Regions from separate parts of the Sus scrofa genome. Here all the other regions are linked to region 4. A link is a contact called in public Hi-C and HiChIP or PLAC-seq data. All regions are on one chromosome and are shown on one strand. Each heading gives the region's core, a stretch centred on a gene start, on an enhancer-like site or on the middle of the called end of the contact. The rest is flanking DNA. Distances are from core to core; before and after follow the strand shown.

What was found. Hi-C and Micro-C count contacts between places; a contact is called where the count stands out from the background. HiChIP or PLAC-seq counts read pairs in DNA pulled down with a chosen protein or histone mark.
Region 1: an H3K27ac HiChIP or PLAC-seq map of skeletal muscle shows a contact between it and region 4. The contact joins two enhancer-like sites. A contact is called at or near these places in 2 of 2 datasets of contacts at active chromatin or transcription factors (alveolar macrophages and skeletal muscle).
Region 2: a Hi-C map of subcutaneous adipose tissue shows a contact between it and region 4, with 1.6 times the contacts expected there. The contact joins two enhancer-like sites. A contact is called at or near these places in 5 of 47 Hi-C or Micro-C datasets (embryonic fibroblasts, heart right ventricle, liver and 2 more) and 2 of 2 datasets of contacts at active chromatin or transcription factors (alveolar macrophages and skeletal muscle).
Region 3: a contact with region 4 is called in an H3K27ac HiChIP or PLAC-seq map of skeletal muscle. The contact joins two enhancer-like sites. A contact is called at or near these places in 2 of 2 datasets of contacts at active chromatin or transcription factors (alveolar macrophages and skeletal muscle).
Region 5: an H3K27ac HiChIP or PLAC-seq map of skeletal muscle shows a contact between it and region 4. The contact joins two enhancer-like sites. A contact is called at or near these places in 2 of 2 datasets of contacts at active chromatin or transcription factors (alveolar macrophages and skeletal muscle).

What each region holds. Positions count from the first base shown.
Region 1 is chr14:56,513,781-56,519,283 of Sscrofa11.1, reverse strand. All of the region lies in intron 1 of LOC102158473 (a long non-coding RNA gene), which reads left to right. It overlaps LOC110256878 (a long non-coding RNA gene), which reads right to left. Exons shown (of 3, transcript XR_002338951.1): 2 at 5,419-5,503; 3 at 2,898-3,332. Among named protein-coding and RNA genes, the nearest start is that of IRF2BP2, 29 kb to the left of the region's middle. Within about 2 kb of position 2,418, at least 10 of the 83 cell types and tissues checked have an H3K27ac peak or open chromatin away from gene starts, as enhancers often do. A contact at or near this core is called in skeletal muscle, where this site is marked.
Region 2 is chr14:56,452,867-56,458,213 of Sscrofa11.1, reverse strand. No RefSeq gene overlaps it. Among named protein-coding and RNA genes, the nearest start is that of IRF2BP2, 90 kb to the left of the region's middle. Within about 2 kb of position 2,768, at least 35 of the 83 cell types and tissues checked have an H3K27ac peak or open chromatin away from gene starts, as enhancers often do. A contact at or near this core is called in embryonic fibroblasts, liver and subcutaneous adipose tissue, where this site is marked.
Region 3 is chr14:56,473,490-56,479,546 of Sscrofa11.1, reverse strand. LOC102158473 (a long non-coding RNA gene) reads left to right here. Exons shown (of 7, transcript XR_002338950.1): 5 at 73-921. Among named protein-coding and RNA genes, the nearest start is that of IRF2BP2, 69 kb to the left of the region's middle. Within about 2 kb of position 3,141, at least 28 of the 83 cell types and tissues checked have an H3K27ac peak or open chromatin away from gene starts, as enhancers often do. A contact at or near this core is called in skeletal muscle, where this site is marked.
Region 4 is chr14:56,185,076-56,191,012 of Sscrofa11.1, reverse strand. It overlaps LOC110256735 (a long non-coding RNA gene), which reads right to left. Exons shown (of 4, transcript XR_002338651.1): 2 at 3,938-4,038; 3 at 1,900-2,100. Among named protein-coding and RNA genes, the nearest start is that of TOMM20, 75 kb to the right of the region's middle. Within about 2 kb of position 4,397, at least 37 of the 83 cell types and tissues checked have an H3K27ac peak or open chromatin away from gene starts, as enhancers often do. A contact at or near this core is called in embryonic fibroblasts, liver, skeletal muscle and 1 more, where this site is marked.
Region 5 is chr14:56,565,716-56,571,645 of Sscrofa11.1, reverse strand. No RefSeq gene overlaps it. Among named protein-coding and RNA genes, the nearest start is that of IRF2BP2, 23 kb to the right of the region's middle. Within about 2 kb of position 3,190, at least 6 of the 83 cell types and tissues checked have an H3K27ac peak or open chromatin away from gene starts, as enhancers often do. A contact at or near this core is called in skeletal muscle, where this site is marked.

The DNA.
Region 1 (5,503 bases), core at 1,169-3,668, 330 kb before region 4:
AATCAATGTTTCTTGTGTATTTTTATTTGCTTTTTTTAAGACAGTTGGCTTTTGGTTTTAGTGTGTGTCTAGCCTTGAAATCAGCTCTGCAGAGAAATTCCTGGTTCTGCGGAGGGTCCACCAGGGTGACCTTGAACCATAGGTCCCAGGCCCCCAAATGTGGGCAAGACAACACAGCCCCTAGGCAACAGAGGAACCTCTCGGGCGAGTGGTCTTGAGACACAGGGGGAAACTTGATGAGCAGCAGGGATTCTCAACTCTAAAGATGACAAATCCCTACCCTGGCCTGAGCTAACGGAAATGAGGCAAACACAAGCAAACTAAAAACCAAAAACCTGTCATATTTCCCCATAACTTCCTTTAGATCTTAGTCCTTACATGTGGTAAAAAGAGTTTTAAAAAATATTTTAAGTAGTTCCCGTCATGGCTCAATGGTTAACGAACCTGACTAGTATCCATGAGGACATGGGTTCGATCCCTGGCCTCGCTGAGTGGTTTAAGGATCTGGCGTTGCTGTGAGCTGTGGTGTAGGTTGCAGATGCCGCTTGGATTCTGCATTGCTGTGGCTGTTGTGAGGGTACAGCTCCGATTCAAGTCCTGGCCTGGAAACCTCCATATGCCACAGATATGGCCTTAAAAAAACAAAAGACAAAAAAAAATTTTTTTTTTTAAGAACTGTGTCAAAAGAGCTGTGAAAGTACTTATATCCCTTGCTCTCGAAATTCTGCTTCTAGATAGCTGTCTTAGGAAAATAATCATAAGTATATTATCAAAAGTGATTTATAAATAAGTATGTTGGCTGAAGCATTATTTATAATATAGAAAAAGTTGGAAACAAAATCCATGTACAAAAATAAGAAAATGGTTAAATAAATCATAGTCCATCTATGTGACGAATGCTGTATACATATTTACAAATCATATTTTCAGAGATAGTTGTTGATAAAGGAAAATGCCCAGCATTGAAAAAGGCAGATTCACAATGAAATAGTCCACATAGTTATAATTTTAAATGTGTAAGTTTGTCTATGTATATGTATAGAAAATGGTTGAAAAGAACTACACCAAAATGTTAACTCATTATCTCTCGTGGCAGGATTATGAGGTTACAAGCGATTGTTTCTGGTTATTTACATTTTCTAGTATTTTAAGATTTTCCTACAGTGAGCCTGTATTACTTTTTAATGTCAGAAATATTAATTTTAAGGTTCTTATATTTATGTATATTCCTTTAAAATGATAGACTCTTTCTCCATAAGTCAGAAACCTGGACACCGAGGAGTTCTTACTATGGTGCAGTGGATTAGGAACCTGAGTGCAGTGGCTTGGGTCACTTCGAAGGCTCGGGTTCTATCCCTGGCCTGCTACATTTGGTTAAAAGAATCCAGCATTGCTGCAGCTTGGATTCAGTCACTGGCCTGGGAACTTCCATATGCCATGGGTGCAGCCATTGAAAAAAGAAGAAAAAGAAACGTGGACACCAAGTTTTGGCTTTAATGTAGTGAGCTGGAGAATTATGATTAAATACTATTTCATTGATGACTCAGTCAATGAACGAATATTTACAGAGCCCGTGTGAGTCACTCGACCAATGCTTATCTACCCCCTTTTATGTGCTGGCCATTGAATGCATGCCCAAAATGAAATCATGCCCATCTTGTCTGGACAATGATGGCAAGAAGATCCTGTTATGGGTACTCGTGAATGTCACATATCACTGAGGAATGAGACATGCCTAAAGGTTGGGCACATTTGCCCAAGCAAACTGCCAAGGAATCTAAGCCTTGCCCAAGTGTGTAAGACCCAGGCTCACCTGCTCGCCCAGCCTCACTGAAGCATGGGGCAAAGTTTTTGCAAGTTCCCATCATGATCTCCTGGATGCCTCATTTTCTGTTGTTTTGTCTCGGAAGGAAGTTCGGTTAGTCCAAGAGGCTTGGTTTGTTATACAGCTGTACAGCTCTGGACTTTCATAGCCTTCTCTTTAAGCGCTGACAACTTGATACTTTGATCAATGGTTGTTATATTTCTCTGTATGTTAGTTGGACAGGCTGATGATTTCCAAAGTCAATCCCTTCTCCTCTCCCTTTCTCTCTCCAGTTTACACATTTCTGTTTTCCAGTTGCTTTATCTACGTCTTCTAAGTATCTCAAAGTAGGAAAAAGCAGGGGCCCTGGAATTCTCCTGCCCAGTCCCTGAACAGTCGTCAGGGCTGGCTGTGCCCTTGCGTCACAGAGGACTGCTGTATGACGCCGGTGGCCTGTGTTCAGGACGTGTTGCCAAGGTCACTATAGTTTGTTAACGGGCAGCTGCCACTGGAAAGCATGCGCCTGACTGGCAACATTTCCCCACTGTTGCAGAGAGCCTCTGAGTGGCAGGGAGGCATCTAAGCAGGTGGTTTCTGCTGCAAAAGCCACCCGCCCTGGATGTGCCTTCTTCCCACTGTGGCCTTTCCCAGGCCTGGCATGTGGCTTTCCCAGACACTCAGAGAGGCCACGTGCCCATTCACATGGCAGCAGCGTGCCTGGTGATCACACTGCACATCCCAGGTCTTTACCTGTAAAGTGGCTGTTTTCCCAACCCTCCCTGCTCTTGGGAAAATGAGAGTCATTGGCAGAGATAAACATTTAAGCCTCGCTGGGAGATTTCCTGGCCCAGTGGGTTAAGAAGTGACTTTGGGATGGGGTGAAGGGGGAAGGAGTTCCCGTTGTGGCTCAGCTAGTTATGAAGCTGACTAGTACCCATAAGGATGCAGATTCGATCCCTGGCCTCACTCAGTGGGCTAAGGATGCCACATTGCTGTAGCCGAGGTGTAGGCTGGCAGCTGCAGCTCAGATTTGACCCCTAGCCTGGGCACTTCTATATGCTGCAGGTGCAGCCCTAAAAAGCAAAAATAAATAAATAAATAAAATGCCATCTCTATTTTTTGTGAGCTTCATGTTTTTAAAAACATGTGCTTAAACTTCTCAAGCCTCAGTTTCCTCACGGGAGGCAGGGGGCATGTTGCCCTCTGACCCCCTGCCTGGCTCATAGGAATCGCTCATTAAAGGGCAGCGCTGACAGATATTACACGTTCCATACATGACGAGGTTCCCACGTAAGGAGTGTGGGTGCGCGCAGGAGTCTGCCGTGTGCGAAAGGAGGGTGCAGTTGATGAGACTGACTTCCAGAGTTGCCGCAGTTCAACTTGTTTTTCCTTATGAAAATGCGAATGTGCCAACATCTCTTCTATATCACATGGGGAGGAGACTTAGCTTTTTCTTTCAGTTTTTCATCAGTTGAAAGAAAAGCTCTGGTGGCAGTGAGCCGTTGTGGAGGTCTGTCTGTGAGCTGGGCTGAAAGTACAAACCAGCGAGACAGTGAAATTTTGTGTGTTCCTTAAGTAAGCCCTCCTCCCGCTGCACTAGTAAGGTGATGTTCATTCCAACCTAGCCCCTCCATTCGTGTTTTGCTTTGTTTCTTCTCTTTCCAAGTAAAAGTATCTTTAACAATGGTTCAACTGTTCAGAAATAGAACAACTATGAGACGACTTTTAAAGGATATGAACTAATACTAATCACACAATATGTAATAATCACACATCTATATATGGCACCTATTAGCATGGCCACCGTGAAATCCCATCTCTCTTTGAGAAAGTAACCGTTCTAGAGAGTGGGGTTCTGGGCCATTGAGAGCTTGACGTTCAAAGCAAAAGAATGAGGAGTGAAGGAAGAAAAGGAAGGGAAAAGAAAGGAAAGGAAAGACATTTTGAGCAGAAAACTTTCTAACGTGTAATTCAGGAGTTCCCGTCGTGGCGCAGTGGAAACGAACGCGACTAGGAACCATGAGGTTGCAGGTTCCATCCCTAGCCTCGCTTGGTGGGTTAAGGATCTGGTGTTGCCCTGAGCTGTGGTGTAGGTCGCAGATCCCGCATTGCTGTAACTGTGGTGTAAGCTCGTCGCAACAGCTCCCATTAGACCCCTAGCCTGGGAACCTCCATATGATGCAGGTGCTGCCCCCCAAAAAGGCAATTCAACCTCTCCAGCTTTCTGAAAGAGTCTGGAGGCTTTATTTAACATCTTTTTTTCTTTTCTTGGTCCTGACATTGTCATAATGAGAACCCGTTCTGATATTATTGTATAATAAAGTCGTGTGCTTAGGCAGTGGAGGTAGATGGGTATATATGCAGACATACTAGGAGGCCCTACGTTACTGGGCCTTCTAGAATTCTTCTGTCTGCTTTTTACACTTTTCTATTTCCTCCCTTCTTTAGGGTGTCAGCAGTTACTTCTTGCTAATATGCCTGTCTATAGGAAACCCTCTCCCTACTTCTCATTTTCTATTTCTAAAGTACTCTGGGCATGAACTTGAGAAAATCACAATGATTAGGGCTGTGTGTACAATAAACATGACTACTTTTTGAGTCTGGGCCTAAGGGCCATTTCTCCTACGAGAAAAGTATATGTGTAAGAAAATTATTTCTCAAGTTTTGTTTTAATTTTTAGAATGTCTTGTTTCTAAACTGTTTTCTGGATAAGTGAGGTGATGCAAAAACTCAGTTCTGTGTAAATAGAAAACATAGAAAGTGTTAGCAACCTACCCACTAACCAGTTGTACCAGGTTGGTTATCAGTTAACCAAATGCTTATATTCAGATAATATATGTCTTCAGTGCCCTGAAGTTCTGAAAATTTTAATAGCTCTGTGGATTGAACTGACATGAGAGAAAAATATTTCAAGTCTCCTTCAGTCATTTTTATGCTCATAAAAGTATTCTCAATATATCCAAGGCAATTTTTGATCACAGAGAAATAATATCCTCAGAAATCTCAGGTGCCATCTCCCTACTGGAGACACTTTCTTCCTTTCCCGATTGGTTTACAAGATGCATTTCCATGGCTGGCCATTTCTGTTTAGGATTCTGTTGGTCAAAAACATAATCTAGACAGTGGCCATGGCTTCAGGCTTTCCTGGCAGAAAGTGTAGTGAGTACTCAAAGTCAGGGGTTAGGAGCAGTTAGTCACCAAACACCATCACATTCAACCGTGCGAAGCTCCTACTTTACCCCCCTGGCCTGTTCCTTCCTGTGTGGATTGGGACCCAGAGCAGATTGTGGCTGGCTGGCCTTCCAGAAAGATCCACGCACTGGTCCCTGGACCCCAGGAGGCCTCTGGTACCCTGACTGTTTATATTAGCTATCATGCACACAGCAGTCATGTGGTACCCTTTGCAGTCAGCAAGTTTATCTTGTGTTAAAATTTTACCAATAGAAACGAAGCAGTGTTTACCCCCGTTTGATGGCAAGTCATGTGCAAATAGCACCTGTGAACATTTTCAGCACACATGCTGGACCACCCCCCCTTTCCTATTTCCTGTTGCGACGCCTGTCGGTGGGAAAGCCAGAAATGGTCAAATCTTTGGCAAGTGTTAAAATATTCACCAGAAATGGTTCACAGTCACTGCTGTCAAGGTGCCTGGGAGTTCTCCTTGTCACCATCAGAGCACGTTCATCCATTGACTGTAGA
Region 2 (5,347 bases), core at 1,519-4,018, 270 kb before region 4:
CTAAAGCAAAAGGAGTTTAAAAATGCTGTTTAGTATTAAATAGAACCTGCCCTCCCCCCCAAAAAAAAGGAAACTGAGGCATTGGGTAATCAAGGGAATGGTTGAAAGATCCAAGACTGAGTCAACGACTGAGTTATGACCCATTTTCCAGAATTCAGACATCTTCCAAAAGAAGAAAGCGCACAGAGGTAAGCTGGGTCTCAGGTGCGAATACAGATGGGTTCACTACTGGAAGCCACCAGCGCAGGGAGCCAGCCTGGAAGCGGACCTTGGTCTGCATCCACGACTCGGCCACCGCCAGAGCTGGTTTTTCCAGCCCCTTTCCTGCTCCCAGGTGGCAGAGCTAAAAATCAGGACACCAGCTCATTCTTTCAGTCCCCATTCCAAGCAAATCTCAGGTGGACTCTAGCTATGCTTTGTGAATTGCACCTGCCAGAGCTGCACAGCCAAGCAAGAGGAGGGAAATGCCTTAGTGGTTTCTGCACATAGACCAGACCAAGGGAGAAATTAACCTTAAGCTAGTGAACAACAAAAGTGTGCTTTGAGAAGTCAAATGAAGGAGGTGATGGTGGTTAGCGGACGGCCCTACACACCTTGTGTGTGTGTCTTGCTGAATCACTCTGTCCAAAGCTGGCAGGTGACAGACACAGGGTTACCTCCTGGATCGGTCTCTGGGGGTCCCTCCAGTTTCTGCGTCTCCAGACTGGGCAGTGCATGCAAGGTCTCCCCTGCTCACACCTGTTACTCATCCCAGCCACCTGATCTGAAGCGTCCTTGGGGACAGTGTTTTCACTCTGCCTGCTCTCTTGTGCTGGTGGATCGATGACAGTCAGCAAAGAACAAGCTGTGCCAGAGAAGAACGTCCTCTTCCTCTGGGCTGACTCAGCTTGGGACAGGAAGACCGGGGCATCTGGCATTTGGTGAAGCCCTTGATTGTCCCTTACGAAATATTAACCGAAATGGATTGGCGTTGGCCTCGTTCTGAGAAGGTCACCCAGGATGCGTTTGAAAGGAAGAGGCCCTGTGTCAACAAAGAGGAGTGATAAGCAGCCCGCCATTTCTCTGAACTGATGCGCCCGATGATCGTGTACCGCAGGCTCGGTTTTATATCTCTCCACAGATCAGTGTGCTTTTATGACAACCATCTCCATAGCAACCAGGTGTCCAGACACTAAATGGATCATGGGGATATGAAATCTCAGCCTGGGAAGGAAAGCCCACCCCGCCGCCCGACTGCCATTTCCGAGGCGCTGTTTTAGGATGAGGGCTGTTGGGTGGGTCCAGGGGACATGGGTGGCCTTCCCTAGGGCCCTGCTTAGCACAGGGACAGCCGGATGGCGGAGGAGCATTTTTTTGATTATGTTTACTAATGACCCAGAAGAAAGGGTAAATAACAGGTCATTGAGACACTGATGAAACCAAATGGGAAAGAGCTGCAAACACCAGAGAGACCAGAGAAATTATGTCAGTGGCAGTGGAGGAAAGAACCTGGGGAGGGTTATCCTGGGAACCCCGGAGTTAGTACTTCTGGGGGCCCGAGAGTCCCAAATGAGAAGGTGAACAATGCAGGGATTGTTTGGTGGGATCTGGGAGAGAAAGATGACAAGTAAGCTTAACACAGGGAAACATACCAGAACGGATAGTGAGGAGCTCAGGGAAGGGGCCGTCAGCCCAGGCTCCCCTGAGTGGTTGAGATGAATCCAGACAGCTGACCCTGGGAGGCTCAGAGGGAGGTGGTGGGGATGCAGCCCAGGATGCAGGGTGTCCACAGAGCAGCATCCTCAGGGCTGGAGGCAGCTGTGCCATGAGTCACACTGACTTCTCCCCAAAGGTGAGTCTCAACAGTCCTGCCATACCTGGAGCTTCTTTTGTTCAGCAATGATGTCCACATGCTGACAGTGCATGGAGGGCAGAGCGGGAAGGAAGGCACGGACAGATACAGTGGAACAAAAGGAGATGTAGTTGGGACCTCCGGGAAGAATTTTCCCGAGTGACATCTAAATAGGCTGCAAATGGCCCTTTGGAGGGAACTCCCATCCCTTGTCATAATCTAAACCAGGACCGGACTGGGAGGGGTGGCAACACATGGGTGTCAGGGGGAGGGCGGGGCCACCCCGCTTCTTTGTCTCGTCAGCCCATGACCCACGGGGTTGAGGCTTAAATGTGCCATTCGTCTACTGCACGAGGATCCTTGAATCCCCACACTAGGTGTGTCCATTGAAGAGAGTTCTGCCCTCTCCCAGGGGAAAGCTGGGGGTTAAATCTGTAACTGTCAGCCTGCCTGGCAACAAAATAAAAGGAAACCACATTCTTCATGAATGAAGGAAGGAGCAGGAGGAAGGTAGTCCCCCCCCACCTTCTCTTTTTTTTTTTAAACATGAGTAAGATCCTCAATATGTTTGAGATTATTTAGCAAATTCTCTGCAAGGGACCACAGGTCACTAGCCAACAGATCATGGATGTAGAGACCGCAGGCTTCTTCCGACCCTACCTCCCACCGTTGCCCCAGAGGTAGCAGGCTGGGCATCATGGGGGTCTCTGTTTAGTGAACTATTAATGATTTATCAAAGTCCAGACCCCTGCACCATCCGTCCAGTGCTCAGAATGTTATTAGAAAATCCTATTTCTGGTCTGTTATGAAACAGAGGTTTTGATGTGCTGCCAGGTTTATGGGGAATTCTGGAAACAGAACACTTGCTGCTCTGAGGAGCCGAGGCCAGTGGGTGTTACATAAAGCTTTCCTAGCAACTCAAGTTTATCAGAGAATGTGAGGCTGCAGTGGAAAAAAAGCCAACGAGTTAATGCAAAACATGAGCCAACCCACTATCCCCGCTTGCTCCGAGGCCAGCCAGCACATTCATGGGAGTGATTTTAACCCGCAGTGTCCCGGCAGGCCTGAGACTCCAGTTAGCTGCAGGTTCAGCACAAGAAAGCTGGGGCTGCTCAGAGCTGAAAGGCACCTTCTCACGGACCTCATGAAATGCCAAGCCGCCCTTGCCACCTCTGCACCCACAGCTTATTGAAATTCATACAAATGCATCTTCTTCGGCCTTCTCGGGGCTGCTCCCGCTTTCTCTGGGCACTGCAGAAATAAATGAGGGCAAGGTCACAACGCAGAATCCCTGCCAAGTTAAATGCATTGGATGGCGCGACTGTCCATCTGAAGTCAATGGGCGAGAATCTAATTTCCAAACCCCTGATCCAAAATGATGCAGCTCAGGATCGAATCCTTTTCTGGTGGTTGGCTGCCAACATTTGTTCAGTTTCTGAAAAGTCTATGTCCAATTGGTTGTTTTAAATCTCCCAGAGCTGGGAGGGTGGGGGTGGTTGGAGAGACCTGGGAACAGAAAACCACACAAAATCCCATTTCAAAGCTGCAAATCAGAGCCAATCGCCATCATGATCTGCTTACCCATGACAGTCTCAACTGCAGCGTTTTAGAGAGGAAAGGAAGCTTTCCCCACCCCTGAAGGTGAGTCCAACAAGCTGAGCAGGACTGGGCTGAGGGGCATGTGTCAAGAGAGAAAGTGGTTGAGTTGAAACTCAAGGGGCCCAACGAAAGTATTTGGAAAGCAGTGTCCCCTTTCACAAACCTGCCAGGGACTGGAGGGCCCTGTCTGTGATGCCACCAGACCCCAGCTCAGTGCCCACCTCCCCAAGTCAGTCCAGAGCACCATCACTCCATTTGGGCAGGAAAAGAATGATTTTGTGAAATCCCGGAGCCCCATCTGTATGATGACACTCGTCCAGTGGGAGGATGGCCTTTCCTGACATAAATGGGATCACTCCAAATCTAGAGAGTCTGTATCCCCAGGGCTTCTCTGCTGAAGAACGTGCAAGGGGCTGAAAAGTGTCAAAGCTACCTCTTTGCCTTAAAGCTGCAAAAGAAGCAAACCCCAAGACATCCTAGTTGAACTTGAACTTAAATTCACCTAGTAGAAGGTGAATTTCTATTTTAGGTAGTCCTTGAGAAGTCACCAGAAATCCAGAAAAGAATTTGCTCTGAGATGCCTCTTAAAAGATTTCATTCAAAGTGGACCAAAAAAAAGGAAAAAAGGTGGCAAATACTCAAAAGAGGGCCACTGACCGACCCAAGGAGAACAGAGGCGTCTAGCCACAGTCCATGTCCCAGTAGGTCTCTCTATGTCCATTAAACAATCAGAGGAGGGGAGCCTCCTCAGAAGCCCTCAAGCATCCCTGCCCCCTCCAGGTGGAGGCACCTCCTGCAGCCCTTGGACGCTGACGAGTGTCTGCTGGTGGAAAGCTGTCCGCACCCAGCACGGCCATAAATGAGTCCATTTCCATCGCCATGAGATCAATACTACTCATTTTTCTCTTGCTGGCTCCCGAGTGATTCATGAATCTGAAAACTAGTTCATGAATCAGAGTGAGGTGGGGGGGCGGGGGCCCATTTGTGCAGTCGGAGAACCTCCATTCCTTTCATGAACCCAGCCGTTAGTTGCATAATGCTTGCCTGCCTGCTGGTTGAAACCAGCCTTGGGGGAGGGGCGGGGGAGACGCTCTTGGCTTCTACTTACTCACCTGGTCTCCTGCTTGCAAGGAAAAGAGTGACCCTGGGTGCTGATTGCGTGTCCGTCTGTCTCAGTGGGTATCTCTGTACCCTTTGTTTGCGTGGCTGTGGGTGTGTGTGCAGGTGCTCGCACGTGTGCAATGGTCTTTGTGCACACATTTTGTGTGTGTGTGTGTGTGTGTGTGTGTGTGTGTGAACGAGCAACATATGACCGGCCTCGGGCCCTTTAAACCTGAATGGGAGCCAAATTCATTTCTCAGCGGAGCTTCATAAGGAAGCACAAGACGAGGCAGTTGGAAACCACAGCCCTGCGAGTGCTGATTACAGCCTGCTAAGGAAAATGAGATTTTTATCTCACAGGAATTCAGTTATAAAAATAAAATACAACGTCTGGCTTGATTCAGCGAAATGTACGAGCACCAGGGCATTTTTAATTTTGCAGGGATGCCGGACAAGGGGAATGACCTAAAACATTGCGTTTAAAGCGAGGCAGAGGCGCGGGGAGCGGCCACAGGAAGGAAGTGGGAGTGGAGGTGTGTGTGAGAGAGAGATGGAGGGAGCGAGGGAGGGCGGGAGGTGGAGAGAGAGGGAGAAAAACCACCCTGCTGGCAAATGAATGCAGCGGGGATGATGTCATTGGAACAGTTGGAGGAGAGGGAGAAAAACAACTCGGCGCTGGGCTAATCCTGTTTGCTGCCCTGAAGGGAATGGATGGCGGCCAAGGCAGGGGGTTCTGGGAAACCATATAAGGGTGCCAAGCAGGCTTTGCCGTCAACATTAGGAACTGACAGCTTTGTTCTTTGTAACTTGGCTGCC
Region 3 (6,057 bases), core at 1,892-4,391, 290 kb before region 4:
TGACTCTACCCTCTCAAGTTCAAAATCTCAGTGTGACTCTCAAGGCTTTCTCTCTCTCTCTCTACTCAACAGGTGACCAGGCGTAGTCGATTCTGCAGACTTAAAGCCAGTCTTCCCACCGTCTCTGACCAGGACCTTCACGACTTATCTCCCTGCCCAGGCCTGGCCTCCCTGATCCACCCCTCTTGCCAGCTCCACTTGAACACCTTCAATGACTTTGTGGTGTCTTGGACACATCCGGCTGCCTTAGCAGGCACATGGGACCTCCCGTGGCCTCAGACATCCCCACTGGTGGCCAGGCCCATCATAGTTGGGCTGGACACAGGGGCCTCCCCTCCATGCTCTGCACACATCAGAGCCCCCCAGGGCCCCTCAGGGCTCTTGCACTTCTGGCTGGACCACCCTGGCCCCCTCACTGTCAAACTCCTCATCCCGCCTTTAAACTCACAGCAAATGTCACTGCATTTGTGGAGACCCTCCCACACCCTCCCTAGGGGCCCACAGCTCCCTGCCCACACCCCACAACTTCCCCTCAGGTATAGAAGGCCCAGTGACCATGATCTCAACCCTGTGGGAGCCTCAGCACCCCATGGGCCGGGTTCACGCTGGGTGACCAAATGCCGTGTGGTACACAATTCATAAAATGAGAGAAGAAATGCTTTGGGGGCCTCTGAGCCCAGAGGCTGAGGAACCACATGAGAAGTGAGTGGCACTCTGCAGACGTGGCCCCTCCTTCCCTGTTTATGCTTCAAGATGGCCGAGAACCAGAGCAAGACCAGAAGCTGCAGGATGAAATGATGCTCTGGACCAGACTGGTGGTTTTGACCAGAGGCTGCAAATGAGGCCTGCGTTTGGCTTGATGTGCTCAGCTCACTAAAATGCAAGGCCTCCCGGAGAGGAAGACCTTGCCACCATTTGTAGGTGAGTTGCTGATGTGTGTTCATTACCAAGGCTGTTCTGGTCCAGGCCCTAGAGAGAGAAGAACGTCCCGATAAGCCTTGAGAGTCAAGCTAAGCAAGAGCAAAGCCAGGTGGGAAAAGGGAGGCACGGGCCCATTGGGTTCTGCAGCAACGCCCCTGGTGGGCGGAGCCCCATGGCCCTGGTGGGTGGAGGTTTCTCAAGACACACCCCACCCAGAGACTTTGGAAAAATCCAGGGCACAGAAGTCTCCTAAGGCAGGCTAGCAAAGCAGCGCATCATCAAGCAGGGAACACTGTGGTTTGCAGGCAAGACCGGAGGGGAACAGAGGATATGGAAACTTTCATGGACATGGAAGTGAGAATCAGGTGGGCCCAGCTCAGAGCAGTCATGAAAGAAACAGGCCCGGCCCGGCAGAAGAGGACAGATGGGCAGGGAGGAGAGGCTGCTCAGCGCTGCTGGGGAGGGAACATGCCAAAGCTTGTCTGGCCTAGTCAGGGATTCTGGGTGACACTGTTAGCAAATGACAGCTGACATGGAGGCGGCATCGCAGAGGTTAATGGATGACTCAGAGGCATTATTTATTATTGTTATTTTTGCCCCCGCTCATGTGGCTTATAGAAAGTGCTTTGTCAAGATTTGCAGGCCCAGCCATGTATAGATGATCTAAGACTGGTTCTTGGGGGGAACCCCTGTTGATGCAGCTGGAAAGCAGCCTGGGAGCAGGGGGGACTGAAAGATGGCTGAGGGGCACAGAACCAGGACGAAGAACGAGGCTCTGGACCCCTCCATACTAGGCGGGCAGCTCCAAGTCCACAGGCTTGAAGAAGACGGGTCAGGACAGGCTCTGCTGCCAGACTGCGGAAAAGCCATGAAAATTCTTCAAGGTGACCTGGCCCGGGTTGGCTTAACATAGCAGCCGGCCCAGTGGCACATTAATGAATTGCATTATCCCCGGAACATTTGCCAAGGGACTGATGTCTCCAGGATTCACTCAGGGTGATTGGTGACTGTATCAACTGAGAGGGTACAAATTCCAAGCCATCACCTAGCAAGTTCAGTATATGTGAAAAAGCTGGGCTGTTCTCCATAACGTGATGAACTACTCTAAGGAGAGCAAGACTGCGATTTTTTTTTTTTTCCCTTTGGATCTCTCTCTCCATCTAATCTGTCTATTGCTGAAGACAAGGTTGGGTCAGGCAAGGAAAGAAAGCACTTACCTGGATATGCATTGAATATAGACACAGAAGCTTTTGAGAATCTTAGAATGTTTTCTGTTATTTATGTGTTTGTCTCATTGTTTTTTTTTTTCTTTCTTCCTTTTTATTTATTTGTTGGTTGGTTTTTTGGTCTGGCCCATGGCATGCAGAAGTTTCCTGGCCAGGGATCGAACCTGAGCCACAGCAGTGACAACTCTACATCCTTAACCACTAGGCTGCTAGGGAACTCCCTCTTTCTTTCTTTTTAAAGAGCCTTCTTTTAGGTTTGGAAATCCCAAAGTGTGAGCAACCCTATTACGACTTGGATTTTGGCTTCTGAACACGCACGTTAATATGCGACTATATGCTCAAATGATTTTTGCGTGAAATTCACCCAGGCTTTCCAGGAACCAAGGAATCCAGCAGAGGGTTTCGTGAGAGCTTGCATGCAGGCCATGAATAAGACCATTGAGCAACTTTCTTGGGCTATAAATACCTCTGCGGCAAGCTTAAGAATTCAGTGAAATCCAGGGGGCACACGCATCTTTGAGGGGACAGACCCATGTGGAAGAGGGCCAAAGTCAAGACATGCTTTCCCTTGGGCACCATTTTTTTAGACTGCTTGTGGTGGGATTGGCCCGTGTCTCTCTGCCCACACAAACTCTCAGCTCCTAGCAGCTCTTCTGGAACATCTGGGACTTGCAGCAGCTGGGCAAGTGGAGTGGTCCAAAGGAAGAAGGGACTGGTGATGAAGAAGGGCCAGGCTGCCAAAACTCAACTGAGAAGATGGCCAGCATGACCCCCCCTCCTTCTTAAGGGCCGGAGTTCCTTCAGAATGAGCCAGATCCAAACAGGGCCCTCCCCGACCTGTAATGCACAGCTTAGCAGAGGGTCTTAGGGAAAACCGCAGTCCAGGCTGATGCTGCAGGGAAGTCCAGGGATCTTTCAGCCAAAGGGATTGGCTAGGGGTGAGGCTAGGCGGGAGCAGAGCTTGAGCTCATGGTACCAAAGGGACACAGCCTTAAGGACAGCACTTCCAATCACATGATAGCATGACAGGAAACAGTAAATGGAGAAACCAATGAGAAGGCCCAGGACACTTCTTTGGAAAAACCCAAGAAGGCCTTGAGCACCAGCCAGGATTCTACAAGGGCTATTCACATTTGGCTGGAGGCCGGCTCTAGGGAGAAGTCACAATCAAACACTCCCTGGATGTGTCTTCAGAGGAGTGATGCACACTTCTGAGCTCCTCTGGGGCCAAGCGAAGCCCCAAGGTCCCAAGGTCCCCAAGTAAACAGAAGACGGCCTCCCACACTCCTGGCGCTAACACGCAGGAAGCTGCTGGCCTCTGGCCCCTTATTGGCTGGGCCACACCTCTCATGACAGCCTTCTTGGCCTTACAGGCCCTAGTCATCCCAGCTGGGTTAAGAAAAGGTAACAGAGTAAGTGGAGAATTCAGGGCACTGGGCGGAGTTCAAAGATAGACTTCATCAGCGTAAGCAGCACTTTCCTGTTTTTAGGGCATATAATTACAATGTCTGCATTCAGCTTGGGATCCAGCTTCCTAGACTGACTCAGTCCACAGCAGCCCCTCCCTCCCTGTCCTTCTCCAGGACATGGATTGCCTTGAATCATTCTTAAATGTTTCCTGTATATACCACATTCTTTCCATTTTCCTAATCCTACGCTGTGCCTGGAACGAAACTCAGAGGCAAGGAAATAATGGCCCCTTCTTGTCCTCAAGGGGACTTACAGTCCAGTGAAAGAACAGGCATGCAGAGAATAACGTTACTGTGACAGCACAGAGGTGAGAGACCCAAGGCCGGCTTGGCTGGTAGGCTCCACAGGAGGAGAAATGGACCAAGATGTTACCCAGGCGACAGTAGGTGTGACTTGATACCTCACACCAGAAGTAGAAGCCAGGTGGAGAGTCACTGTGGAAAAGCACCTGGAAATCTAAAACCAGGGGAGCCTGAGTGGCCAGAAATGGAAAACTCAAGTGGGGGCGGCAGGGGCTGGTGTTGGTGGGGGGGTACACAAAGCAGAAATCAGGAAGCAGAGAGCTGAGACCAGTGAAGCGGAAGCTGGGGCTCTTGCCTAAAATTGCTACTACTCACAGCTTGGGGGGGGCGGGGGTGAGGCCAGGACTAAGCTTGTAGATGGGTCAGCTAGACTGCAAAGATCAGGGGCAGGATGACAAGAGATAGCAGATTTAGGAGATGATTAGGAGGCAACTGATTATGAGGCAGGAAGGAGAAGGAAGCATCTAAAATAATCCTGAGGTTCTAGCCTGGAGGCGGCCTGGCAAGGCGCCTGGTAACATAAACCAGCAGACTAGGGGAGGGGCAGGCTGGAGAAGGAAGGGGCTGGTCCCTCTGGGGCAAGTTGAGTGTCAAGGTTTTCACGGGGTGACCCAATAGACTGGTTAGGGAGTCACTGGAAATACAGCCTCTGTACCCCAGGATCCGGATCAAGACTGGAGACTGCATCTGGGGGTCATCCGCCAGGAGTGTAGACGGTCACCACAGAAGGTGATTGGCAGGTCCCAAGGCCAAAACATAGGGATCCTGCATGTCCCAAGAGCGGCTCTGAGTATGAGAGAGCCATGTATTGGGGAGGCGGGGTGGGTGCAGACGCTGAATCTCAGAGGCAGGGAAACAGGTGGAGGAGGGGACCTTGAGGCCATGAAGGTACCCTTCTTCAAAAACGAGCTTGATGGTGAAGGGAAGGCATGACATGGAGCAGTCATTTGAGAGGGGTTTTTTAGAGCAGGATGTCCTTGGCATGTTCCAAGGACATGGGAAAGGAGCCAACAAGTAGACAGCATTGAAAGTTCAAAATAGTGGAAATGATGGCAGGGAGCAGGAGGTCTGGGGGAGGGGCTGGCGAGGGGTCAGGTGGCAGAGCATCCTTTAAAGGGCCGCAACCCTTCATTTTCAGAGGCTGAGGGAGGGCTTGCAGGATGGATGAGAAGCTGGGCAAGGTGGTAGTGCCATCAAGCAATAAACACACCACTGCTCCTAGGACCGTGTGTGTGTGTGTGTGTGTGTGTGTGTGAGAGGGGCGTGAGAGAGAGAGAAAGAGAGATCTCAGATTATCAAGGCAAGGAGTTCCCACTGTGGCACAGTGGGTTAAAGGATCCAACATTGCTGAAGCTGTAGCGTAAGTTGCAGCTGCAGCTCAGATTCAGTCCCTGGCCTGGGAACTTCCATATACTGAGACGTGACCATAAAAACAACAAAAAAGATTATCCAAGCAAGTCTTTACAAAGCGCTGAGTACCAGTCACTCTTCATCTCTTGAGAGCTGGGCTGTGCCTTTAAAGGTTATTTGTATTGACCTGGCACACTTTGCCAGAGTGAATTTAATAGGAATAAGATGAGGAGAAGAACTCAACTTACAGTTGAAAAATAATAATTACTCAGTGAAAAGAAAGGATATTAAAAGAAAGAAAGCGTTTCCTCTCTTTTAAGTTGCTATCTTGTTTATATGCCTTTTTTTTAATTATAGTTTATTTACTGGAGTTCTCCTGTGACACAGAGGGCTAGGGAACTGCATTTGTCACTTTGGTGGCTTGGGTCACTGCTGTAGCACAGGTTCGATTCCTGGCCTGTGAACATCCACATGCTGTAGGCACAGCCAAAAAATATAGTCAATTTACAATGTTGTGTTAGTTTCAGTATATGGCAAAGGAATTCAGTTACATATTCTTTTTCACTTTCTCTTCCATTATGGTTGATAACAGGATACTGAATCTAGTTCCCTGTGCTATACAATAAGACCTTCTTGTTTATTTATTTTATATGTAGTAAAAGAACCCCAAACTCCAAATCTAGCTCTCTCCCCCATCACACACACCTTTCCCTTTGTAACCATAAGTTTGTCTTCTATGTCTGTGAGTTTGTTTCTGTTTTGTAGATAGGTTAATTTGTGTCATATTT
Region 4 (5,937 bases), core at 3,148-5,647:
TGTGCAGGGCCAGGGAGCAAACCTGAGTCCCGCTTGCAGAAACGCTGATGATCCCATCAGAAACTCCTTACCTCTTTTGGCTTTTTTTGGCCTAACCCACAACATGCAGAAGTTCCCGGGCCAGGGATCAAACCCATGCCACAGCAGTAACAACACCCAGTCCTTAACCCACTGAGCCACCAGGGAACGCCTCTTCATGCTTAACTTGATTGTGATTATTGGCAGGAATTGGAGAGATCCTCCCTTCCTGGGAAGGAGGGGATCTGTGGAAAAGGTGGGTCTAAAAGGAGCAGGGAGGAGTTCCCATTGTGGCTCAGCGGGTTAAGAACCCAACCAGTATCCATGAGGATGCAGGTTCAATCCCTGGCCCCACTCAGTGGGTTAAGGATCCCGCTTTGCCATGAGCTGTGGTGTAGGTCACAGATGCGGCCCACATCTGGTGTTGCTGTGGTGTAGGCCGGCAGCTGCGGCTTCAATTAGACCCCTAGCCTGAGAACTTCAATATGCCACAGGAGGGGTCCTAAAAATTAATTAATTAATTAATTAATTAAGCAGGGAAGGATGCTCAGAACCATGGAGAGGCCAATCCCTGACTGAGAGCTGATTTGGGAAATAGCTTGGAGACTCGGGCAGGAATCAGGAAGAAGCCTGTGGGATTCTTCTGTGAGCAGGCAAGCGTGGCCCTACCCACCTCTTCCCCAGGGAATTCAATTCTGATCTGGTCCAGAGTGGCTGAGTTCAGATCAAGGTTCCCAAGTGTGACAAGCTGAACCGTATCCCCAAAATTGATATGTCAAAGTCCTGACCCCCCAGAAGGTCAGAAAATGAAGGTATTTGGAAAGACGGTTTTTAAAGAGGTCATTTAGGTCGAGTGAGCTCATGAAGGTGGGCCCTATTCCAACATGAATGGTGAACTGATGGAGTTCCTGTCGTAGCACAGTGGTTAATGAATCTGACTAGGAACTACTAGGTTGCAGGTTCGATCCTACCCTTGCTCAGTGGGTTAAGGATCCGGCATTGCCTTGAGCTGTGGTGTAGGTCGCAGACGCGGCTCGGATCCCGCGTTTCTGTAGCTCTGGTGCAGGCCAGTGGCTACAGCTCCGATTGGACCCCTAGCCTGGAAACCTCCAGGGAGTGGCCCTAGAAAAGGCAAAAAGACAAAAAATTTTAAAAATAATGAATGGTGAACTGATAAGGCAAGATTAGGATGCAGACACACACAGAGGGAAGGTCGCATGAGGACAAGGAAAGAGCCTCCATCTACAAGCCAAGGAGCGAGGCCTCAGAGGCCCAGCCCCACCCCTGAGCTCAGACTCCAGCCTCCAGAACTATCTGCTGGTTAAACCACCCAGCTGTTGGTGCCTTGTTCTGGCTTCCCGAGCAGACTAAGGTACCAGGTAAACGGGTTCAGGCTGATCCCCCTGGAGAGAGCCTGGTTCCCTAGGCTGTCTTCACCCCCTCCTCCGTTTCCCCCCAGGACTGTCCAAATAAGAGAGCTGAGCCCACTCAGAACAGACCCCTCTCTGAGCCTCTGAGAATCAAGAAGAAGAGCTGAGGACAAATATGAGAAGATTCAGATTTTCTACTGAAAAATCTAAGGGGGTTATGGGGTGGTTAAAGGAGAGAAGGAAGAAAAAGAAATATTCATTAATGAAAATTTTTTTTAAAAAGGCACACTGATAGAGCCCTCGGCTTTTGATGATTTTGTCATTTTGAATAGCATCTTCAGTGATATCTGTCAACTTCTCCTCCAAGCTGCAATTTTCAATGTCATTCCAGGAGCCAGTGGGTTTCATGTTAAGCAGCCAACCCACCCACGTCTTTAGGAATTTAGCCCAGGTCTTTTCTGATTTTCCATTCCCTGTTCTAACAGCCAAGAGACAGGCTACTTTTACTCACTGCTTAGGTGGAAGAAGGCAATAAAAGGAGGTATCCTAGGAACATTCCAGAATCTTCCAAACAAATCTGTTCCATTGTCTTCCCTAAAAGCTGGACCCACTTTCTGAGAGCTGGGGAACACATTTTCTTGCCAGGCCAGCTTGTCCATCTCAGCTGAGTTCACACGTGCATTTGAACCTTATCAAATGACAATCTGCTAACCTGCAGAATAGGAAATTCCTAGATCAGCAAAACAGTTGCAAACTGGAAACACCAAGATGGAAGCAGCCTGTGTCGCTTGCCACCAGAGTTCCACGGCCACGTTGCAGCCCCGGTGTCCCTGCGCCTCCCACTGGCCAGTCCTTGGACTGTTCCAGAACTGGACACGGCCAGCACTGCAATGTGAACTGGCAAAGGGGCCCCATGTGCCCCTCAACCCCAGGTGGAGGCATCCATGACAGACTCGCCAGGCAGATTCCAGCCCCTGCAGCCCCTCCTGCAGCCACAACCTCGAAGGCCACAGATCGTCCTCACGAAGGTAACAGAGTGTTAAAAGTGACACTCTGGAGGCCAAGCTGCTTTCACTATGAAATCCCAAAGCAAGAAGTAGTCAGGGGAGATGGTCAAAGTCCTGCTGCCCTTGCCCTCCTCACCCCCCTGGAGAATATAACAAGTCAGCTCCTTGAGAGACAGGCTTCTGAAGAGAGGATTTTCTGAGAAGGGTATCTTTGGAGAAAGCTGTGCTTCCTGAAGGGCAGGTGGGGGCCGGCCTCTCACCTCAATCGCGTTGGGGGTTTCCCCAAAGTTGCTTGGAGAACTTTTCATGTGACTCCTTTTAGCTGAAAGGCAGAAAAGTCTGGGGCCTTTTCCCATCAAGGAAATAGGGGTGGGGGTCAGTGGGCTGAATAAAGGCCCAACTGAGGTCAAGTCTAATTCCTGGAACTTGTAAATGTGACTTTATTGGCAAGAGTCTTTGCAGGTGGGATTAAGCACCTTATTTGGAAAAAGAGTCTCTTATTTGGAAACAGAGATGGGTTTAAACGAAGACACTTGAGATGGGGAGTTATCCTGGATTTCCAGAGCCCTACATGCAATTGCACATATGCCCACTAGAGGGAGGCAGAGGGAGGTTTAACCACACAAGGAGGCGACGTCAAATGTCACCAGAGGGGATGGGGCCACAACCCAAGAAATGCTGGCAGCCACCAGAAGCGGGAGAGGCAACAAGATGAATCCCTCTAGAGCCTGTAGAGTGAGCTCAGCCCTCCTGACACTGGATTTCCGCCCAGTAAACTGATTTCAGCCTCCTGTCCTCCAAGGTGTGGAAGGGTACATTCTTTTCCTTTCAAGCTGTCACGTCTGTGGTCATTTGTAACAGCATCCACAGGGAACTAATTCACCTGCAGCATTCTGCTTGGGGGGTGGGGCCAGGAGCAAGCTGGGGTTGGGGTCACCCTGCATCCCGGAGTTTGTCAGGCAGAGTGATGTGTGAAGGTCAGAGCCAGATGTGGACCTCATGGAAGGGAGCCAGGATGACCTCGTCCCTATTTCTCATCTCTGCCTGGAGGGGCAGAGACTCCCCGCAGCAAGAAGAGGAGGGAAAAGCTGCAAGTGACCACCCAGAAGAGGGACACCTCAGGAGAAAGGTCAGCTTCAACCGCAGCAGGGTCCCACCGCACCCACTCAAGTAAGAGCTATGCTCTGCCTTCCTCTCACCCTGAACCCCAGCTCCCCACTCGGGGAGGAGTGGGAGGGGCCATCGGAGTCCAGCAGAGAAGCCCCCTTTCCCACGGAGGCTTCCAGCCCTAAGCAAGCTAAGCTGGAGCTGGGGTGAAGAATGGGATGTCAAATTTGAGGGTTTTGACTAATATCTTGGCCTGGATATTCAAATTCCAAATTGAGACTGTTTTCCATTTAAAGCGACCTTAGGACAGACTATTTCCTAAGAGGAGCAAAAAAGGCAGCGCCTGCCAGCGTTTTCATCCCAGGCCAGGAAACATTCATCTCGCTGAATCCATTTTAAAGGGGCAGCAGAAAAAAAAAAAAAAAAAAAAAAAACCTGAAGCTGCATTCCCCTGAGACCACGAGCCCGGCTTATTCAACACACTAGTTGCAAACGCTGGTGAAAACATCTCGGTGAAACGGAGAGTCGCCGAGTTCCTGTGAAAGGAAAAAATGCAAATTTGTTTTCAGTATCACTTTTAAGCTTCCTGAGTGGAGTCTTTGGCCCGGACTGACTCGCATTGACGTCATTCCCGAGTTGGCCATATCGGAGCAGCTGTTCGCTTCCTCCCTCGGCCTCAGCCCCTGGTGCAGAAAACACGCTGGTTTTGTTTCATGGAAGATTAAAAACATTTGCTGCTGCGTCCATAATTCACAACCCCTGCTATCACTGGGACCGGGAAGACTGGACAAGAGATGCTAGGTCCCCTTCTCCAAACCCAGGAGAAACCGACAGAGGGCCAGACACAGGATTACGCATCCGCAGGCACCCAGCCCAGACTCCAGCCCCCACACCCTTTCCCTTTCTCTTGGAACAGGAGGCAATGGATCTAACCACCGTTCAACACATGGTCATGTGAACGAAGCTGCTTTGCCCTCACAGCTTCAAGGGAGACGGGACCAGGCTGCACAGCCCTGGATAAACGCCCCTTGCCTCTGGCCTCACAGCAAAGGCTCAGCAAAGCCAAGGTGAAAAGCAAGCTCCCCGGCTCCTCGAAAGATTGTTGCGGGGGTGGGGTGCGGGTGTTGATGGTGGCAATGCTGACTGACATACGGCCTGCCCTGAACCTGAGGTGGGGATCCTGACTCTGCCTGGGACCTTCTGGTTCCTTCCTTCCGATGCCCAGGAAGGGACTCTGGGCAGGCAAAGTCCAGCTGACACATCTCCTGCTGTGCGGTTGGTTCTTCTCCAGAAATCCCTGGAGTCGGATCATTTGTCAAAGCTGGTAGATAATTCCACATCTTTTTTTTTTTTTTTTTTTTTTTTTTGTCCTTTTAGAGCTGCACCTAGAGCATATGGAAGTTCCCAGGCTAGGGGTCAAATTAGAGCTGCAGCTGCCGGCCTACACCACAGCCACAGCAACACAGGATCTGAGCCACCTCTGCGACCTACACCACAGCTCATGGCAATGCCGGATCCTTAACCCACTGAGCAAGGCTACGGATTGAACTGGCATCCTCATGGATACTAGTTGTGTTCATTACCACTGAGCCGCAATGGGAATCTATAATTCCGCATCTTTTTTAAATTTGTTTTCCCTTTTTACAGCTGCACCTATGGCATATGGAAGTTCCTGGACCAGGGGTCGCATTGGAACTGCAGCTGCCAGCCTATGCCACAGCCATAACAGATCTGAGACGCATCTGTGACCTAAGCCACAGCTTGCAGCAATGATGGATCCCTAACCCACTGAGCAAGGTGATTGTTTGAACCCACATCCTTAAAGAGACAACATTTGGTCCTTAATCCACTGAGGCACAACAGGAACTCCAATAATTCCACATCTTTCCATCGCGCTGCTCAGACACATCCCTTAAGTTACTGTTGTTTGGAGCCTCCATGAAAATGCAACAGAAGCAAGTAGATTCTTTACCCCTTTCATTTGTTGAGAGTGACCTTCCCTAACTAAGCCAGTGAGTTGGGCAAAGAGAAAAGATGTGAGAGAAAGAAGACCGGGTGCTGGGGGAGCGCTGGAGTGCCCATCACACCTCCCTGTGCTGTTCCAGTGCCCTCAGCAGAGACCTCAAAGAACACGGGTGTGCCCCAGAGGTAACCCCAGCTCCACAGTCCCTCTGGATGCAGAGCCAGCAAAGACCTGAGTTTGAATCCTCTGCCTCCATCACTTGTTCTGGACTCAGCGGTGTCTGTCTGAGCACTGCACCAAGCTCCACTTAACGCTTGTGGTCCAGGTGCTGCCACCACCCCACTCCCCGCTCCCAGGGGTCTTCCCTGCCCCTCCCACCCTGAGGCTGTGTGAGACCCCTCATCTGAGGTCACCTCCCTCCCTAGTCACAGTTGGCTGCCGTGGAGTGTGGCATTTCCCAGTTGGCTGTGAG
Region 5 (5,930 bases), core at 1,941-4,440, 380 kb before region 4:
ACCCATCCAATCCCAACTCAAGCATTGAACGTTCAGAGTTGGGACAGTGAGTGTCTTTACTGCGTGTGAAGAAATTGGTATTTGAGTTAGATGAAGGGACAAGCAGAACTTTACTGGATGGGCCAGTCGGTGGGTGCACAGAAGCAGCCTTAGAGACATGAAAAAATGACCCTTATGGCCCAAAGAGACAATTTTATATTTTAAAGGGTTCATAGGCAGTTAAACATTGGTTTTCTTACAAAGAGGAATCAAGTTAAAATATTTTAAAGACCTTTTCTGAGAAGGTAACTCCGAGGGCTTGTAAATAATGCAGGAATGGGGTTGAGACCTCCTGCCTCTCACTCCAGTAGAAGCTCAGGAAGCAGTTCATGTGATGCCTTTCTTAGCTATTTTCGCAGAGGAGTATCACACACAGGTCCCTCCCGCTCCCTCAGAATAATTTTTGACTATGTACTAAGTGTCCACAACACGGGCAGATGGCCATCTGGCGCCTAAGTTGGATGCACGTGTGCGTGCATGCGTGTGCGTGCACGCGTGCGTGTATGCGTACTTGCATGGATGGATATATTGTTCATTATGCGTGTACGTTCTTGCACAGGTGTGCATGTGCGCAGGCGTGTACGTGTGCTTGCATGGGCACGCGTGAATTGGAAGGGAGACTTGGCGGACACGGCAAGTGAGTGGTGTTCCCAAACATAGGCAATGCCTCAGCTCTGACGTTGACTCTGCCCCGCGGGGCTGGAGGGCATGACTGGTGCTATCTTAAGCCAGGATTCCCTTTCACCCACTGCAGACAGAGCATAAAAATATCTCCTGTGGGCATCTCTCCCCAAAGGGGGAGGCAGTTCCCTTTCAGGGGAAACAGTGTATTTAAATAAAAAGAAATCCCCTGGAGGAGGGGGTGGGGGTTAGACATCACCAAGCTTTCTTTCCCAGGGTATTTGGGCGGAAGAGCGCGCCAGGCTGCCTTTGGGAAACCAGGAGGGAGATGTGGCCATCACGCCTCCCTCTGCCTGGAGGGAGGGTGACAGGAGAGCCCTTGATATTCTGCTCTGGCCAAGTTGCCCATTCCTCTTGTGGGGCCAGCCCAGCACCGGGCTGCCCCTGGCTGAGGCCCCCCCACCCCGGCTCCGCTCTGCTTCCTGTCACAGCCACTGGGGCACCTTGTCCATTCCTCAAGCAGCCTTATTTTCAAGCCACCCAAAAATAACAACATTTGATACCAAGGCCTCTGAAGGCTTTGACTGGGGTCATGTTTCCAAATTCTTGACTCAAGTATTGTAAATGAAAGCTCTTTTTTTTTTTTCCAGTCAGGCTATTTTTTCCTTTTTTTTTTTTTCTCAAGATGTTGGGAGAACCCCAACCAAGGAATCAGTGCTTAATGGGTCACAGGGTATAAATAGTAGTGTTGAGAACGTAACACAAGGCTCTTTGTGCTATCATGGAACCGAACCTTTAAAAAAAAAAAAAAAGAGGAAAAAAGAAAAGAAAAAAAATCTTCCAAACAGACCAGTTAACATACCAGCCCAGGGCTCTGTGGGGGGGGGGGGGGGGCGCGCAACAAATTGCTGAGCACAAGCTGCGTTCTATATTTGTCCAGCCCAGCATTCCACCACTGACATCTATTTACAGCTTTGCCATGTACACAGGATCCCCTATTCATTAAACATGTGCTAAAAAAAAAAAAAGATTCTGTATGTATTTTTGTGCTGCTGATAGTTCATAGACATAAATTAAGGAAATAAAGTCAGCAGTGAAGTGTGAATGGGGAGACTAGGTTCACATCCCTAGCCCCTAACTCTGTAATGGTCATTTTACATGTTACTGTGCAGCAGTGTGCAAGCTCTTTTCATCCACAAAATGGGGACAAACATGCCTGTTCTCTAAGAGTTGGCTCTGAGTGACGGGCAATGCGGCTTTGATAATAAAGGGATAGCAGTTCCTGTCATGGCATAGTGGAAACAAATCTGACTAGGAACAGTGAGGTTGCAGGTTCGATCCCTGGCTTCACTCAGTGGGTTAAGGATCCAGCATTGCGGTGAGCTGTGGTGTGGGTTGAAGATGCGGCTCGGATCCCCCTTTGCTGTGGCTGTGGCCAGCAGCTGCAGATCCGACTAGACAGACCCCTAGCCTGGGAACCTCCATATGCTGAGGGTGCAGCCCTAAAAAAGCAAAAAAAGAAAAAAAAAAAAAGAAAGAAAATGAAGAGATAAGATCTCTGGGCTTCTTGGCTTGGAGGCACTCTTTAAATATGAAATATTATCCTAATTAAACGAAATTTTCATCCTGGGGGTCAGTTCTTTGATGAAGTTAAATGGGAAGATCCAAAGTATCTATTAATTTGCTATCAGTCATTGTATTTGGAGATCCTGAGGGATCCTAAAAATGGATGAATTATGACAGCCCCGACGGTATATTTCTGGGTGATTATGGCAAGCCTTGGGTGGTATTAAAAGAGTTGCCAATTTTTATGTGACAGTGAAATTCATAGGCTCTAACAGAAGTACTATTATACCAGGAGCAGGGAGCAGACTGAAGGGCATGTGACTTAGCAGCTGACAAGGGCAATAATTCTCAGAATTTTGTGGCTCAAAATGTGTGCTGGCTACTGAGAACTGGGATTTTAGAAATAGAAAGTTCAGGTTACAAGCCTACTGGGCAGAAACTCGAACTCCTGGTGCTGGCAACCTGCCCCGGGTACTCAGGGGTGGGCCAAGGTTCTGGCCATTCAGTGTCCTATGTTTAAATTCCGAGCCTATAAGCAAACAAAAAAAAAAAGTTGGAAGTGTTCCCTTACCTTTTGGAAACTGCAAAATAAAATCTCCTTTGGCTAAGAGCCTCTTTCTTTTGTGGGCTCTCCTACAGGGTTTCTTGGGCAAGATTTACCTCTGTGCTGCCATGACCCTAGCTCCCCACCAGTTGCTGGCATGTCTGTCTTCCGGTGGGAGATGGGGGGGTGGGGGTGGGGGGCAGGGATAACACTCTTGTTCAAATTGTTGGATTAACCAGAAAATTAGCAGGAAAACATGGCAGTGGAGGTCAAAGTGGGGTCCATGCTGCACTGTGGAGGTGTCTCAGAGATGAAGCTGCCTATTAACGGGGTTTAGTATTTCAGTAGCTAGTGTTTGAGTTGGGGTTGCTAGGAGAGAGAAGCAAAGAAGGGCACAGACAGCACTGTTTAGTCCTAGTGTTGGCTCAGGACATGGGTACAGGCACATTCTGATACCCAGGACCACATGCTGAGCACGTACTAAGGAGAGCAGGCGCACTAAACATTTTAAGTAGAGTATTTCATTCAATATGCAAAACTCCAAAAGCCCTTCAAGACCAGTGCTAGTCTTTTTTTTTTTTTTCTTCTTTTTTCTTTTTCTTTCTTTCTTTCTTTCTTTCTTTTTTTTTTTTTTTTAGGGCTGCACCCGAGGCATATGGAAGTTCCCAGGCTAGGAGGTCTAATATCTAATTGGAGATGCAGCCGCTGACCTACACCACAGGCACAGCAACACAGATCCTAGCCGCATCTGTGGCCTATGCTGTGCAGGGTCCTTAACCCACTGAGCGAGACCAGGGATGGAACCTGCATCCTCATGAATACTAGTCGGGTTCTTAACCCCCTGAGCCACAACAGGAACTCCAACTAATGCTAGTCTTTTGCAAGCGTAAAAATTCTGCTTAAAAAGAAGAAAATGACTTATTTGTGATTCGCAACTAATTGCATTGTGGAGACTGAATTTGAACACAGACTTTTTGATGCCCAAACCTGGGCGGTTAATAACTTTGCTATACTTCTTTCCTATTTTGCATGCCTCTCACCCTCAGCCGAGCCTCCAGGCTTCTGCAATGCATCTGGGACTCAGGGATGGCGAGAGTGGCGTGCGTGGGGGAAGTTAGGGGGAGTCAGAGAAGCTCAGGGATGAGAGATCACAATGTGTGCAGATCTAAGAACTGATCCTGGAGGACAGAGCTCCTGTCTCTCAACTCTACTCCCTGCGGTGATTGCCCTGCAGCCCCGTTGGACCTAAATCGGGAACATCTGAATGGCAGATGGAAGCCCCCGCCTCTGCCCCGAGCCTGTCTCTCCTCCATGCCTGGTGGATGGAGAAATGCTGCCTGGGCGCAGAGCTGTGACCTTGCACGTGAGATTTGAGTTTACTCTCCCTATATGCCATTTGCTCATGAACAGAAAAACTGCATTTCATGACATTTGGATACATGGAATAGCATTCAATGTCTCCTAATCAGTTAAGAGAAAAACTAGCCTATTTTCTTCTGTTCAGTTTGGTCCTGCAATTTAAAAGGCAAGTTCCCTGCATCTTAGCCTCCCAGAGTCTGCACTGCTTAGCATCCCCAGGCCGCTGTGACAACAGCCCTCGCCTCTTATATGTTGTACTTTGAGACAAACTTCTCACCCTGAGTCATGCCACTCTCTGCTCCTGCCAAGAATTCCTGGAGTCTTCTAAGGATCTCTGGAATTTTACTCTCTTTAATCCCAATTTAACACAGCATCTGTGAGTAAATACCCCATCGGGCTATTTTAAATGCTTTCATCAGATGTCTGGCTCACATTCTCTGTTTCTCATGCCTTCCCTGTAAACGAAGAGCTTTCCCAGGGCCCGGACTCCATCTCACCTCTTTCTGCCGAGACACCCAGCACCATACCTGGTGCACGTGAGTGTTCAAATAGCACACGTTGAATGAGGGCTTCAGCGGAGGAAGGAAAGAACACATGGTGCTTGTGAAGCACAAATATACTCAGAGATCCTTGGAGTAAGGGGTAGCATCCTGAGCCCCCAGCGCTCCCAGCTTCAGTTCTGCTCTGCCCTGCCTGGCCCCCAGGGTGGCCTGGCCATTTCCTGTCGGATGTGCTTAGTGTCACCTGTTACCATCCTTGCCTAACTCTGGGAGCTGGGAGGAGGGGGTCTTCTCTTTGCCCGGAGGTTGCCCCTTAACAGCAAGTCATTTTTATTCATTTCTCTGGGTATTTGTCATTTTCTCCCAGGAGGAGTCCTGCTCCCATTCATGTCCATGGGCTATATTCGCAGGTTGGGCATCCTCTTCCGTGCCCTCTCCTCATCCATGTCCTAAATCAGACTAGTCTCCAAGCCTTATCTTCGTTGAGATAGTTCACCTACTAGCCTGTCTGTGCTGCCATCCTGGGCCAGTTTCTCAGAATCTAATGGCCCGTCAGCCCCATCCTTGACAAACATCTCTGCCAGGGCCGGCTCCCCACCCACCACTGTCATCATCAGCCATCCTGGAACCCCCAATGCCACTCTGCGTGTGAGTTTCCGAGCCCTTGGAATTCCCATATTATACTCACTCTTTAGTCAAATTTCAGGAGTTCCCTTTGTGGCTCAGCAGGTTAAGAATCCATGAGGTTGCGGGTTGGATCCCTGGCCTTGCTCAGTGGGTTAAGGATCCAGCGGTGCCATGAGCTGTAGAGGAGGTTGCAGACTCATCTAGGATTGGCATTGCTGTGGCTGTGGCATAGGCCGGCTGCTGCAGCTCTGATTCGATCCTTAGCTTGGGAACTTCTGAGTGCTGAGGGTGTGGCTCTAAAAATAAATAAATAAATAAATAAACTTCATGTTCCATTACCTCCCAGTAATTACCCTTCAGTAGCAGGAGTCATAGATTCTTCTTGGTCTCCAAGAATATGACCCCCATTTCTGCTCTGCCTGATGTTGTCCCCTGGTCTCCCCCCTGGTGAGCCTCCTCTCGGGCCTCACTGGAATCCATCCTTTCCATGAAGCTTACCTTTCCCCCACTGCTCCTGCTCAGCCCTCTCCCTTCTTCGAACCTGGAGTGTGCATCCGGCCAGCTAGCTCCTGCTTGAATGCCATCTGAGATCGGATCCATGATTTAGCATGCAATACCTTGAAATTTCCAAATAGAGTCCAAGTTCTTTGAGAACAGGGTCTGAATCTTGTCCA